Regions from separate parts of the Sus scrofa genome. Here all the other regions are linked to region 4. Evidence: chromatin contacts called from public HiChIP or PLAC-seq and promoter capture Hi-C data. All regions are on one chromosome and are shown on one strand. The core of a region is the stretch at or near the end of the contact, and the rest is flanking DNA. Distances in the headings are between cores, read along the strand shown.

Evidence for each region. Promoter capture Hi-C pulls out the DNA fragments that hold promoters and counts their contacts. HiChIP or PLAC-seq counts read pairs in DNA pulled down with a chosen protein or histone mark.
Region 1: an H3K27ac HiChIP or PLAC-seq map of skeletal muscle shows a contact between it and region 4, with 5 times the contacts expected there. The contact joins the promoter of PAIP2 here to the promoter of ETF1 in region 4. A contact is called at or near these places in 1 of 5 promoter capture datasets (fetal liver), 2 of 47 Hi-C or Micro-C datasets (embryonic fibroblasts and epiblast stem cells) and 1 of 2 datasets of contacts at active chromatin or transcription factors (skeletal muscle).
Region 2: a contact with region 4 is called in a promoter capture Hi-C map of liver, with 5 times the contacts expected there. The contact joins the promoter of SIL1 here to the promoter of ETF1 in region 4. A contact is called at or near these places in 1 of 5 promoter capture datasets (liver) and 1 of 2 datasets of contacts at active chromatin or transcription factors (alveolar macrophages).
Region 3: an H3K27ac HiChIP or PLAC-seq map of alveolar macrophages shows a contact between it and region 4. The contact joins the promoter of SPATA24 here to the promoter of ETF1 in region 4. A contact is called at or near these places in 1 of 5 promoter capture datasets (liver) and 1 of 2 datasets of contacts at active chromatin or transcription factors (alveolar macrophages).

Annotation. Positions count from the first base shown.
Region 1 is chr2:141,236,066-141,239,258 of Sscrofa11.1, reverse strand. PAIP2 (polyadenylate-binding protein-interacting protein 2) reads right to left here and starts at 1,842. Exons shown (of 4, transcript XM_003123980.4): 1 at 1,693-1,842.
Region 2 is chr2:141,116,811-141,119,957 of Sscrofa11.1, reverse strand. It overlaps SIL1 (nucleotide exchange factor SIL1), which reads left to right and starts at 1,757. Exons shown (of 10, transcript XM_021084842.1): 1 at 1,757-1,983.
Region 3 is chr2:141,291,891-141,294,880 of Sscrofa11.1, reverse strand. It overlaps SPATA24 (spermatogenesis associated 24), which reads left to right and starts at 1,687. Exons shown (of 6, transcript NM_001177922.1): 1 at 1,687-1,830. The coding sequence starts at 1,714.
Region 4 is chr2:140,503,025-140,505,952 of Sscrofa11.1, reverse strand. ETF1 (eukaryotic peptide chain release factor subunit 1) reads left to right here and starts at 1,572. Exons shown (of 11, transcript XM_003123975.6): 1 at 1,572-1,741; 2 at 1,902-2,005. The coding sequence starts at 1,920. LOC110259500 (a long non-coding RNA gene) reads right to left here and starts at 1,488. Exons shown (of 2, transcript XR_002341933.1): 1 at 706-1,488.

The DNA of each region.
Region 1 (3,193 bases), core at 593-3,092, 730 kb before region 4:
GTGGACATTTTATAAATGTTTTATCTCTTCACTAAAATGGAGCATCTCTCTCCAGAGTCATGAAGGCGTAAACCTGAATAGTACACAGAATGCTTACTCAAAGAAAAGCCAACTAACTAAACGTACTGTTCCAAAGACGGAAGAGATAACCTACTTCAATTTGAGCTCTTAAGGAGGAATATGCAATATACCATAATAAAAATGCCTATTATCTCAATAAAATTTAAAGAAAAACAAAAATGCCCAAGCTCCCAGCTTTTAACCTTGAGTCTCTACTGCCTACTCCCATGCCTTAAAGAAACAGTTTAAGTAGGCTATATTTTTGGGGAAATTACCTTTTGTCAGACACTTGTGAAAAAAAAATTTAAGTTCTGCCCAAGTTCACACTTAAAAAGTAGCATGAATAGGCTAATTTACCCCAAATAGCCTCTTACAAACTGGAAACAAAAGCACAAAACAGCAAACACTGGAAACCTCATTTAAAATCCTTACAGAGACCCTTATTTGCAAACATAACCTACAGCCTGTAAAATTTCAAAAGGCATTTAACGAAAATGCAAAACAACATCTGGTAAACTGCTCAAATGCAATTTGTGAAAAATCATGCCACCAGGTTAATAAGGTGAGATTAGCCAGCATATATGCAAGATGGGAATTTATCTTCTGTTGAAATAAATGTCAAAAGCTGTCAGCTTCTCCCACGGCATACTGGAAGCCAAATTCTTTCTAGAGTTTGCAGTTTCTGTGAGGTGTTGGAGTTGCAAAACCAGGGAAAACAAGACAACAAAAGGAAGCAGAAAAGGCCCTTTTTTTGGCAGTTACTAGAAAATACTACTGCCGGCTGCTTCAACAAATGTTTAAAAAAAAAAAAAAAGCTTCGCCACAAGCCGTATATTTTTTTGATAGTGGGAAAAAGCACTGGAGAAAATTAAGGAATCAAATCAAAGAATGTGAACTGGATGGGCGCTCAAAGTTCATCTGGCTCAAAACAGTTCTGGAGTAGGAGTTCCCAGGACGCCAAAGGCCTTCCCATCCCAAGCACAGAATACAAGGTAACTAAAAATAAGGGGAAGAGGAAGGCGAAGAAACCGGAGAAAAGCGATCATCGGAAAGGTACAAGCCCGTGGACGGTTACAGAATGCTCCCCTAGGACGCTCGCCAGCCCGCCACTCCCTCCGCCCCTTTCTCTTCCCCCACCCAAGCTTCGGGAGGAGCGCGCAGGCGCAGCTAGTACGGGCTGCGCGTGGCGACGCGCAGGCGTAAAGTGGGGAGAAACAATGAGCTTTGTTGCCGAGGCGGCCGTGGGGGGCAGGGGGGAAAGGAGACGGGGGGCGGGGTGGTGGTGGTGAAGGAACTGGGGCGGGGGGGGAAACGACGCGAGAAAGTGCTATCCCAGCAACCCTCGCGCGCCACCGAGGACCCGGATAGAGAGCTGCGAGATCCAAATCATAAATAATAATGACAATGAAAAAGAAAGCGACGGCCATTTCTCAGAGAAGAAAGAGACCAAGTCGGTCCAAGACCATCCCTCAGACTCGGCTGGAAGAGGCAAGGAACAACGGAGGCCATACAGGCTTGGGGGCCAACAACCCGAGGTACCCTGTAGGCCCCTCAGCCGTCGCCGAGGAGCCATCCCTCGACGGCTGGGGCCGCCGCGCCCTTCTTGCCGCTCTGCCCGAGGGAACCCCTCACCCAGTGCACGGCAGCGGGGACGGCAGCCAACGAATCCGGTCGGCCTCCGCGGATCTCCACAGGCAGCGCCGCTCCCCCGCTCGACGCGCGCTTCGCCCGCCGCCTCCCTTCTCCAGTCCAAACAAACACCCCAGCCCGGAAGTGACTTCACTTCCGCCGCCGCAGGCCCCGCCTCTCGTTCTGTCCGCACTGCTCCCCGAGGCCACCAGGGAGCGCGCAAGAGAACCGGCGACCCCAAAGTTCTGGTCTCCCAGGCTGCACACGTGTGCATGCGCAACGGCCTTTCCTGCGTACCCTGGCGGCCGCGGGGAACACTGGAAACCCTGTCTGTCCTCTCAGGAAAACCGGAGTGGGGCTGGGCCAGTGTCCCCACACCCGCCCATCCTTCAAGAATAAAAGGAAACCGCGAGTAGGGGAGCCGAGTACTGAGTGCTGAAAGAGACAAGATATACAGACGACTACTACAGATGGCAATGGTTACTTCAACCACACTGACACTAGATGGGAACATCTAGACGAGGACAGCGCATTCACACATCCAGACACACACACACCAAACGTGATACACAGCGTCACACTACGAGTGATATATACCAAGTCGCATCCAGAGATCTTGACACCGAAACAATAAATGCAGAAATAATAGGGCAAATTCAGAGACATACTAAAATTCACAAGCACCTGCACTCACACACCTCAGGAACACACTTTTTGAAGGTAGATCTTAACACACAGGCGCAAATTATGAACATACGATTCCCAGGCTAAGGGAAGAAAAACCCTGTCCACTGGCGAAATAAAAGAGTGAAATCTCAGGGTCCAAGAATTTCCTCGTCCATCATCTTTGTTGCACTGCACCCCATACATTTCTCTAATCCACGCTTCCTACTTGCAAATCCCGATGTGCGTATTTTTTTTTCTTTCTTTTTTTTTTTTTTTTGGTCTTTTTGCCTTTTCTATGGCCGCTCCCGCGGCATATGGACATTCCCAGGCTAAGGGTCTAATCAGAGCTGTAGCCGCCAGCCTACGCCAGAGCCACAGCAACATGGGATCTGAGCCGCGTCTGCGACCTACACGACAGCTTAAGGCAATGCTGGATCCTTTAACCCACTGAGCAAGGCCAGGGACCAAACCCACAACCTCATGGTTCCTAATCGGATTGTTAACCACTGCGCCAGGACAGGAACTCCTCCCGATGTATATTTTTAGTGATGCTAATCAAGGTACAACATATACTATGTGTAAAAAAATTTCCTAATATGTATACAATATATTTGAAATGGGACACACAAAAAAATAGTAATTTCTTCCCCTGGGGAAATAAAACGAGGGACTGAGGTTTACCTTTTTAACTCTTACAAAACTTTAGTCTTTAAGAAACCACACATTTAATATTTGCTAAAACTAAAGGGGAAAAAAAGTTCCCTCCATAGAAGTCTTGAATCCAAGAGGGGTCCTCTTTAGCGCCATTTCATCCATTAAGAATTTGCTTTGGGGAGTT
Region 2 (3,147 bases), core at 508-3,007, 610 kb before region 4:
GCCTCCACAGTGACCTGGGCCGCTGCAGTTGCAGTTGGGTTGTTTTTTTTGGTTTGTTTGTTTTGCTTTTTAGGGCTGCACTCATGGCATTTGGAAGTTCCCAGGCAAGGGACTGAATCAGAGCTACAGCTGGTGGCCTACACCACATGGCAACACGGATCCTTAAACCACTGAGCAAGGCCGGATTAAACCTGCATCTTCATGGATCCTAGTCAGGTTCATTACCACTGAGCCATGATGGGAACTCCTGTATTTGGATTCTTAACCCACTGTACCACAGGAACTCCGATTAGTATCTTTATAATTTGTGTCACTCTGAATTGTAATTTACATGTTGCTTTTGCAACGTATCCCTGATGCAATAGATATCTGTTGCTTTATCATCTGTCCTCATGATGCTAGGCAGTGACCCAATCTAGAATTATTCCTCGGCCCAGCTACTGTCACTGGTCCACTGGGTGTTCCACGGGAAATGTGAACTGTTCCCTGTCCTTTCTCCCCAGTGGCAGAAGAATGTCTCTTGTAGGTCTTTTTAATAAACTGGCACTACCTACTGAACTGTTACCCAGGGGCTTGTTCTCCCTTCCCAGGCTACTAACCAAACTTCGTTCATGGTTGCAAAGCCAAGCTCCCACCTGCTTGAAGTAAACGCAATAAAAAAGGTAGATTAACTGCTGGAAGCTCACATAATACGTGGAAAGGGAAAGGAATACCAAACATAGGTTTTTTGTTTGCTCTTGTTTAAATTATCCTTTTTTCCACTTTTTTCTTTTCCTTTTTATGGCCTCACCTGCAGCATATGGAAGTTCCCAGGCTAGGGGTCAAACCCGAGCTGCAGCTGAGGCCTATGCCACAGTCATGGCAACATCAATCCCAGCGGTAGCTGAGGTCTATACTGCAGCTTGCAGCAATGCCAGATCCTTAACCACTGAGTAAGGCCAGGGATTGAACCTGCATCATCACAGACATGTCACTGTTGGGGTCCTTAATCCTCTGAGCCACAATGGGAACTCCCCCTTTTCTCCACTTCTGAAGGACCTGCAATCACTGGGTCTGGACTCTGACTGAGCACCCCATTTTTCCTGCCAGGTTAAGCGCCTAGGCAAGGGGAAGGTCTAACAGGATCAGAGAACAGGACTTTTGCAGGCACCCAAATCTGGCATAAATTCCCAGTTCTACCGCTTTTGGACTGTACAAACTTCACTTAAGTCCTTCAACTTATTGAATCTCAGCTTCCCCATCTATAAAAAGGGGATAACAGTTCTGATCTTAAAGCGTCATGAGAAGGAAATATAATGTATTTGCAACACCTGGCATGTATAAATAAGCTACTCAGTGCTTTGAGCTGAATTAGAGCTGCAGGTGACTTTTATTTTTAAAATAATTGGTCCTTGTCAATTCGCACAATACATAAGTATATAAAGTAGGTGACTTGCAGGTGGCCTATTCTGCATGAATTTTCTAAGGACTATTTATTGCTTGAGACTCAGCTTTATCCCAACTGAGTCATACCAGTTTGATCTATTTTTATTTCCTACCACCTCTGGTTTCTTTCTGATGATCTTTCCGCTAGAAAAAAGTTAAGCTGTTGGGAAATCAGAGATGAAACTTCAAAGTTCCACTCTGTTCTACCTTGGAAGCAAATCCAGGCCTGCGGGTACCTGTTTTAGATGTCTCTCACACCGGCGGAAGGATACTGGGCCGAATAAGTTTCAGGAGGTTTGCTCATGTAGACGCTAGGGGGCGGGACTTAACAAGCCGGAGAGGAGCCGGGCTCAGCACCTCGAGTGCCGGAAGAGGAGTGGGGCTGCCGCGGTTCTGGAAGAAGACAATTGGGCGAGGAAGCCAGTGACGTAATAGCCGGGCGCGCGCAAGTTCTGACCGTGGCCGCCGCGTCTGCGCACGGGGAGCTGGTTGCCGCTGCGGCCGCCTGGAATTGTGGGGTTTGTGTCTGCCCCTCGGCTGCCGGGCGGGGAGCCGCAGGTAGGGGCGGTGAGGGCCGCCCGGCCCTGGGCCGCGGCTGGGTGCCCAGCGCGCTGCCAGTGCTGTTCCGGGGCTCCCACCCCTCACACGTGGTGTCTCCCGAGCGGGAAGTACAAGTGGGCTCCGGCCTCCTCAGTAGTGGTGGCAGACCTGGCTTCTCAGCCCGAGGGCCGCTTTCCCTACCTCTCCCACTCAGAACGCCTGCAGTGATCCTGCTTCAAGGCCAGGAGAGGAAGCCGCGGGGGTCCGAACCTGACTGTGGGGTCCTCATCTCTTTTAGTTCCTTTCTTTGGGCCTCAGTTTCTGCATCTGTCCACCAGCTCCAGTGTTGCCATTCTGGTGTCTCTTTACCATATGGAATTGCGTCCTACCTCGCGTCGTATTTCCACTCTTGTCTTGAGTTTTCCTTTGCCTTGGTAGACGAAATACTTCCCTTTACCGTAGGGGTTACAGACTTTGGTGTGTTTCAAATCACCTAGGCGGTTGGGCCTATTCCTGGGTTTTACGCACAGGAGTTTTGTATAAACCGGGGTTGGCGCCTACACTCCGCCCCAGGGGGTTCCGATTCAGGTCCTCTTTCCTCGCCTTGAAATTATCTGCTTCAAAAGGCAAGCGAAAATCAGTTGAAATTTGTGCCCCAATTTAGGGGCTGTAGGTGGAAAAGACAAGGAGTCAGGAAATGCCCAACATGTGTGAGGTCATTGGGGCTTCCTTTGCACAATGGGAGCTAGAGGACTTTTGGCTGCCTTAAAAAATAATAAGTGTGACTCATGTAAGATTAGTTTTCTAATAAATATTTTAAAATACGTGGCCTCGATTTAAGTCCCTCTGGCTTTCTGGCCTAAAATAACTTCTCTGGAGGATTGAGGAGGTTGGATTAAACCTAGACTAGGTAGGCTTTAAAAGAAGGCGTCTTCCATGTTTTTTAGGAGAAGAAACTGATGTTTATAAAGACAGTGTTCGTTTTGACAATATGAAAGATGTGTTTTGTAGCTCGTGTCTTCTTAGCTGTCCCCACGCAAGTCTTTTCTGAGATTTTTTCAAATAGCCAGATTTGGAGATTGGATAGGATTTTGATGGGAGCCAGGGTGTGAGGACATCAAAATGGATGTTTGTGTAGCATGGATCAGGCCTTGGTCTGTGGTTTCAGCTGAGAACATGGCT
Region 3 (2,990 bases), core at 438-2,937, 790 kb before region 4:
TTCTTTTAAACTCGGTTGTCATGCTCTGTGCAAGCCCAAGCAGCCCATGAAGAGGAACCCAGAACCTCAGTTTTGGGTTAAGCATCCAACTGCTGCGGCTCAGATCACTGTGGAGGCATCCTGGGCAGTGGGTTAAAGGATCCAGAGGTGCTGCAGCTGCAGCATAGGTCACAGCTGCAGCTGGGAATTCAGTCCTGGCCAGGGAACTTCCATATGCTGCTGATGTACCCATAAAAAAACAAACAAAAACTTGGACTGTGAAGTCAAACTGCCCATCAAAACCCTGTTCCAAGTCTCACTAGCTTGGGTGACCTTGGCTTGTTGAGTTATTCATTCTCATAGAAGCTGCATTTTCTCATCTGTAAAATGGAGACATTAGAAACTACTTTACAAGGTTATTATGAAAATCACATGAAATACTAGTAATAAGGCATAATGGGAGTTCCCCTCGTGGCTCAGTGGTAACAAACCAGACTAGTATCCATGAGGACATGGGTTTGATCCCTGGCCTCACTCCGTGGGTTAAGGATCCGGCGTTGCCATGAGCTGTGGTGTAGGTCACAGACGTGGTTCAGATCTGTTGCTGTAGCTGTGGTGTAGGCTGGCAGTGGTAGCTCCAATTCGACCCCTATCCTGGGAACCTCCATATGCCACAGGTGTGGCCCTAAAAAGCCGAAAAGAAAAGAAAAAGAAAAAGGGCATAATGATGTCACGAAGAGTCAATACTTAATAAATATTAGCTCTGGTTTACCCCAAGCATAATCTTATTTGTCTTTCAAAAAAAGCCCTCAGTAGGCATTGGCGGAGATGTGTGATCATCTTATCCTTCCCTGCTTCCATTTGACAAGTCTCCTGCTCGCCCACTTCAGTTCTCATCTCTTCAGGCTCTCCAGGGCCCTCCCCAGTGCCTTGACATGGCCACACATGGCCCCAGTGTGGCTGCCCGGAGCCTAGTACTGGAGTATGAGGAATCTTTTTTTTTCTTTTTAAAATGTATTTATGTATATATGTATGTATGTATATATGTATTATTTTCGGCCTTGCCAGCAGCACGCAGAAGTCCCCAGGGCCAGGGATGGAACCCATGCCACAACAGTGACAACAGTGGGTTCTTAACCTGCAGAGCCACCAGGGAACTCCAAGGAGCCTTATTCTAGGTAAAGCCACTCTCCTTTTCCATTCTTGAGCTCCACTTCTTTGCCTGGACTCAGGTCCACTAAGTGCTAAGTGTATTCCCAGGAGGAAGAGGGATCACAGGAAGCCGGAGGCTCCTACAATAAGGGGAATTAGCGATTAGAGTGGGATGATGAGACGTATGAAGCTAAAGATGCAGCGGTTGCCTTAGCTGACTCTTGCTTCGCGGACTTGCAGTTTAATGGGCCCAGGGGAAAGGCCAAGGGGCTGGTATCTGCTCCTCAGCCCTTACAGTAAGTATAGGTCGGGCCTGCCTGCTCCTCAGGCCTGTGTGAGAAACACCGTATAATACATGTTCAAATCCTCTATAAACTTCGATTACGAATGGTGTTAGTTCTCTGCCCCATGTGCCGCCTCTTAGTGAACGGCTCCTTTAAGAGGCGAGCCCTACCGCTGCTAACAAAGGAAGTCCCCGCCCCCGGTTGCCAAGGTGCTCTGTGGCGTCGCATTCTCATTGGTGGGCGACGGACGTGAGGCTGCCCGCGGCAGCCATTTCCAACGAGCTGGCGGGGGCTAAAGATGGCGACGCCCCTCGGGTGGTCGCAGGGGGGGTCAGGATCGGTGTGTCTCGCCTTCGATCAACTGCGGGACGTGATTGAGTCTCAGGAGGAACTGATCCACCAGCTGAGAAACGTGGTACGCAGCCAGGAGAGCTGGGGGAGAGGCCAGACTGGACGCCTAAATGGTGGGGACGGGGCCAGACCCTGTTCTGACGCCAGGGGCGTGCCTAGAGCACCTGCTAGTGGCGTCATCAGAAGGAGGCGGGGCCCAGTTGTGTTCTGGCTGGTAGGGGTGGAGCCAGAAAGGGGTAGTGTCTCATGAATATTTACCAGGGAATTTTAGACCTAACCAAGTTCTAGGGAGTTCCCCTCATGACCCGGTGGTTAACAACCTGACTAGTATCCATGAGGACGCGGTTAGATCCCTGGCCTCGCTCAGTGGGTTTCGGATCTGGCTTGCCGTGAGCTGTTGTGTAGATCGCAGAGGGCTGGCTGGATCCCGTGTTGCTGTGGTTGTGTTGTAGGCTGACAGCTGCAGCTCTCATTCGACCCCTTGGCTGGGAACTTCCGTATGCTCATAAAAAGCCCCCCCCCAAAAAAAGTTCTCTATTCTCATTGCCTGGTTGTACAGGGCCTGGTAGATATGCCTGTCTATTCGCTGAGCTTCGGTTTCTCCATTTCTTTATTTTTTTTAATTTTAAAATTTTTTCTTAGGGCCACACCTGCAGCATATGAAGGTTCCCAGGCTAGGGGTCGAATCGGAGCTACAGCTGCCGGCCTACACCACAGCCACAGCAACCCCAGATCTGAGCTGTGTCTGCAACCTACACCACAGCTCACAGCAGCGCCAGATCCTTAACCCACTGATCAAGGCCAGGGATCAAAACCGTGTCCTCATGGATCCTAGTTGGGTTCCTTAACCACTGAGTCACGAGGGGAGCTCCCAGTTTCCCCATTTCTAATTGGAGGGGACTTCAATGACGTCTCAAGGCCCTTATGTGCAAAGAACCTATACATCCTTCCTATTAGGGAATCCCCTCCCCGTGCTGAGTGCAGTAAGCACAGAACTGGCTCTTCACATGTTGACTTACAGGCTTCCAACCCCATTATGTACCTTTGCTTTTGCCTTATCAATCAAACCCCAGTTCTTGGGTGCAAAGCTTTGGAGCCACAGATTACCTGGACAGGCATGGTAAAGTCCTGGCCAGCTAAAGTCCATGGTTTTTCTATTTTTGTTTTTTCTCGTGATAAGAAGGCAGAGTCAGAATAAAACTGACTTCACACCTGTTTCTTGCT
Region 4 (2,928 bases), core at 323-2,822:
ATCGTTTCAGTCCTCTGAGAATCCTTCTTCTTTTTTTTTTTTTTTTTTCTTTTTCAGCCACCCCCCCAAGACATATGGCAGTTTCCAGGCCAGGGATCCAAATCAAGCTGGAGCTACAGCCTACACTGCAGTAACTGCCAGACCCTTAAGCCACTATGCTGGGCTGGAATCCAACTGGTGCCTCCACAGAGACAAGGCAGATCATTAACCCACTGAACCACAGCGGGAACTCCCAGGGGGAGTCATTCTTGCTCTTCCTCCTCATCCAACCCATCATCCATCCAGTCCTACCCATCACCCTACCTATCACCCTAGTCTAAGCTACCGCTCTCAAAAATCACTGACCTCGCTCCAGCACACTAGCTCTTGTAGTTCCTCCCTTCTTCTTATTTTTTTTTTTTTTTTTGTTTTTTTTTTTTTTTTTTTTGCTTTTTAGGGCCGCACCCGCGGCATACGGAGGTTCCCAGGCTAGGGGTTCAATTGGAGCTGCAGCTGCTGGCCTACACCACAGCTCACGGCAATGCCGGATTCTTAACCCACTGAGCGAGGCCAGGGATTGAACCCGAGTCCTCATAGGTACTAGCCTGGTGCGTAACCCGCTGAGTCACCATAGGAACGCCATTATTTTATTACACAAAAGTATAAAATCACAAATGGCTACAAACCCAACCAAACTGAAAATTCCACGAAGACAGGCACTGTTACCTGTTTGGTTCTGCTCAATCTTCTCAAGAAAACCCGGCCTGGAACAGTTCGGACCCAAATATTTGAATGACTGCAGCTGAGGTGAAGAGACATAAAGTAGCCAACTACAACTCCTAACTCCAAAAGAGAGCTGCCCATTTTGCTTCAATACTCTCCCCCCTTCCACTCTCAGGAGCTCAGACGAAACCATACGTGGCATCAGATACTTCAGGTCTCCAAACTCAGTCAGTCTCTGCTTTCTTCCCCCTCGTAAAGTTCCAGGTCCAAAGTGAACCTCTCTTAGCACTAAGGCGCGAAGGCGGGACGTGAGTGGCTCTTTTGTCCCCGAGGGTGTCGGGGTGCCAGACTACCCGGGAGAAGTTTCCCAATCCGGATACCCTGGCGGAGAGCTTGAACACTAGTCCGTGCAGCTGTGATGCACGCAGGCCCGAGCGCTCCGTCTGCTAAGAAGCAGCAAAGCGCGAGGCGCCTCTTTGAGGCTTCTCAGAAGCAGTTCAAACCACGCGTCCCGGCTCGAGTGGAGGCGCGTCGTGGAACCTCAGAGGTCCATTCCATTCAAGAAAGTGGGACGGAAAAGATAACCCAAGCGCCTCTCCCTTTAAGAAACACCCTCCGTTCGAGCCTAGCTGGGCTGACTAAATGCTCGCGAGAGCCACCTGCTTCCGCCCGCTTCCTGCTCTCGGCGAGCCGGACCGGAAGGAAGGCGGTGCTTCCCCGCCCCCGGCTTCTACCTCACAAGGCAGCGCGGCCCCAGCTGCGGCCAATCGGCGGGCTCATTGTAGGCCACCTCTCGGAGAACCAATGGAAAGTCGCGGCGCGCGCAGAGCTTCTCCTCTTCCTCACCGGCCCCCTCCCTTCCGCCCGCCGACTTCCACTCAGCCTCTGGCGGAGGAAGTGATGTCACAGGCCCCATGTGAGCGGATTGCAACACATGCAGCTGCCTGGAGAGAGGGAGCCGGTGTCCTACGTCAGAGCCGCCGCCGCGGAGCCGCCGCCGGGGAGGAGCAGCAGCTGCCGCCCAGGACTGGGCCCTTAGGTAAGCCAGGGGGAGGGAAAGGCCAGCGACGACCGCGCCGGGCCGCGCGAGGCGGGAAGAGGAGGGACTCTCGGGGTGGCAAGGAAGGGGGCCGCTCTGCCCCAGCGGCGGCGCTAACTCTGTGGTCTTGGTGTCTCCGGGCCCCGCCGGGCCGCTCTAGGGAGGAGGAGGCGAGAAGATGGCGGACGACCCCAGTGCTGCCGACAGGAACGTGGAGATCTGGAAGATCAAAAAGCTCATTAAGAGCTTGGAGGCGGCCCGCGGGTGAGCGCCGCGTCAGAGCCCCCCCGTACCCTCTTGGTTCCTGGACCCCTCAGGATGGCCGCCCCCGCGCCGCATGGCCGGATGAGGAGAACCAGGCACTAGCCAACTCCCGCCTTCTGGACCTCCGGGTAGTAACCACCGTCCCAGGGGCGAGGGTCTACGCGGTTGGCCCGAGAAGGGGTACTTCCCCCTGTTAGGGCTTAAGGGGCCCGGCTCCCGGGGCTTAGACCACTCAACCCCCTCGTGATAGGCCCCTGCTACTTTTGTACCCCTCCCAGTCACTTGAATCCAGGTCCTCCCTCCTTGAGTTCCAGGTGCTGCCACCCGACACGGGTGCTCTTGGAGGGAAGGGCCTGGCCTTCCTTCTGAACTTCCTTCCCTGATTTTCTCTCTTCACATTCTTTAGCCAAGTCTCATAAAAATGGCCTCCCCCTCCTGGGCTTCTCAGAACCGGGTGGGTGAAGTTTGGGTGGGGTGGGAAGGAGGGGTGGTCAGGGACACCTTTATCTGACTTTCTCTGATTTCTCTGGGTCTCACTACTCTCTCAAGATGACTTCCTCCAAGTCCTCTAATTACCCCAGAGCTTCTTGCGTTTAGCTGTTACAGGACCCACCTATAAACTGAAAATGCCCATGTGTGCGGGGTGGGGTGTTAGGGAATGTTTGGTTTAGATTTGTTCTCTTATTACTTGGTTGACAGGTGTGTGTCTGTATATTCAGAAGAAATCCGAATTATGGGGCCGTCGATGAACTGTAACGACAGGGTCCCTTTTGGCCTCTCTCTGGAACTCTTGGGGGTCGAGGTGCCTGATGGATTAATGCATGTTGAAATTCAGAGCTAAATTAAGTTGTCTTTGAGTTCTCTTGTAAATTTCTATGAGAAACTGTTTAGTGTGTCCATTGTGGAAAGAGTGGACTAAATTA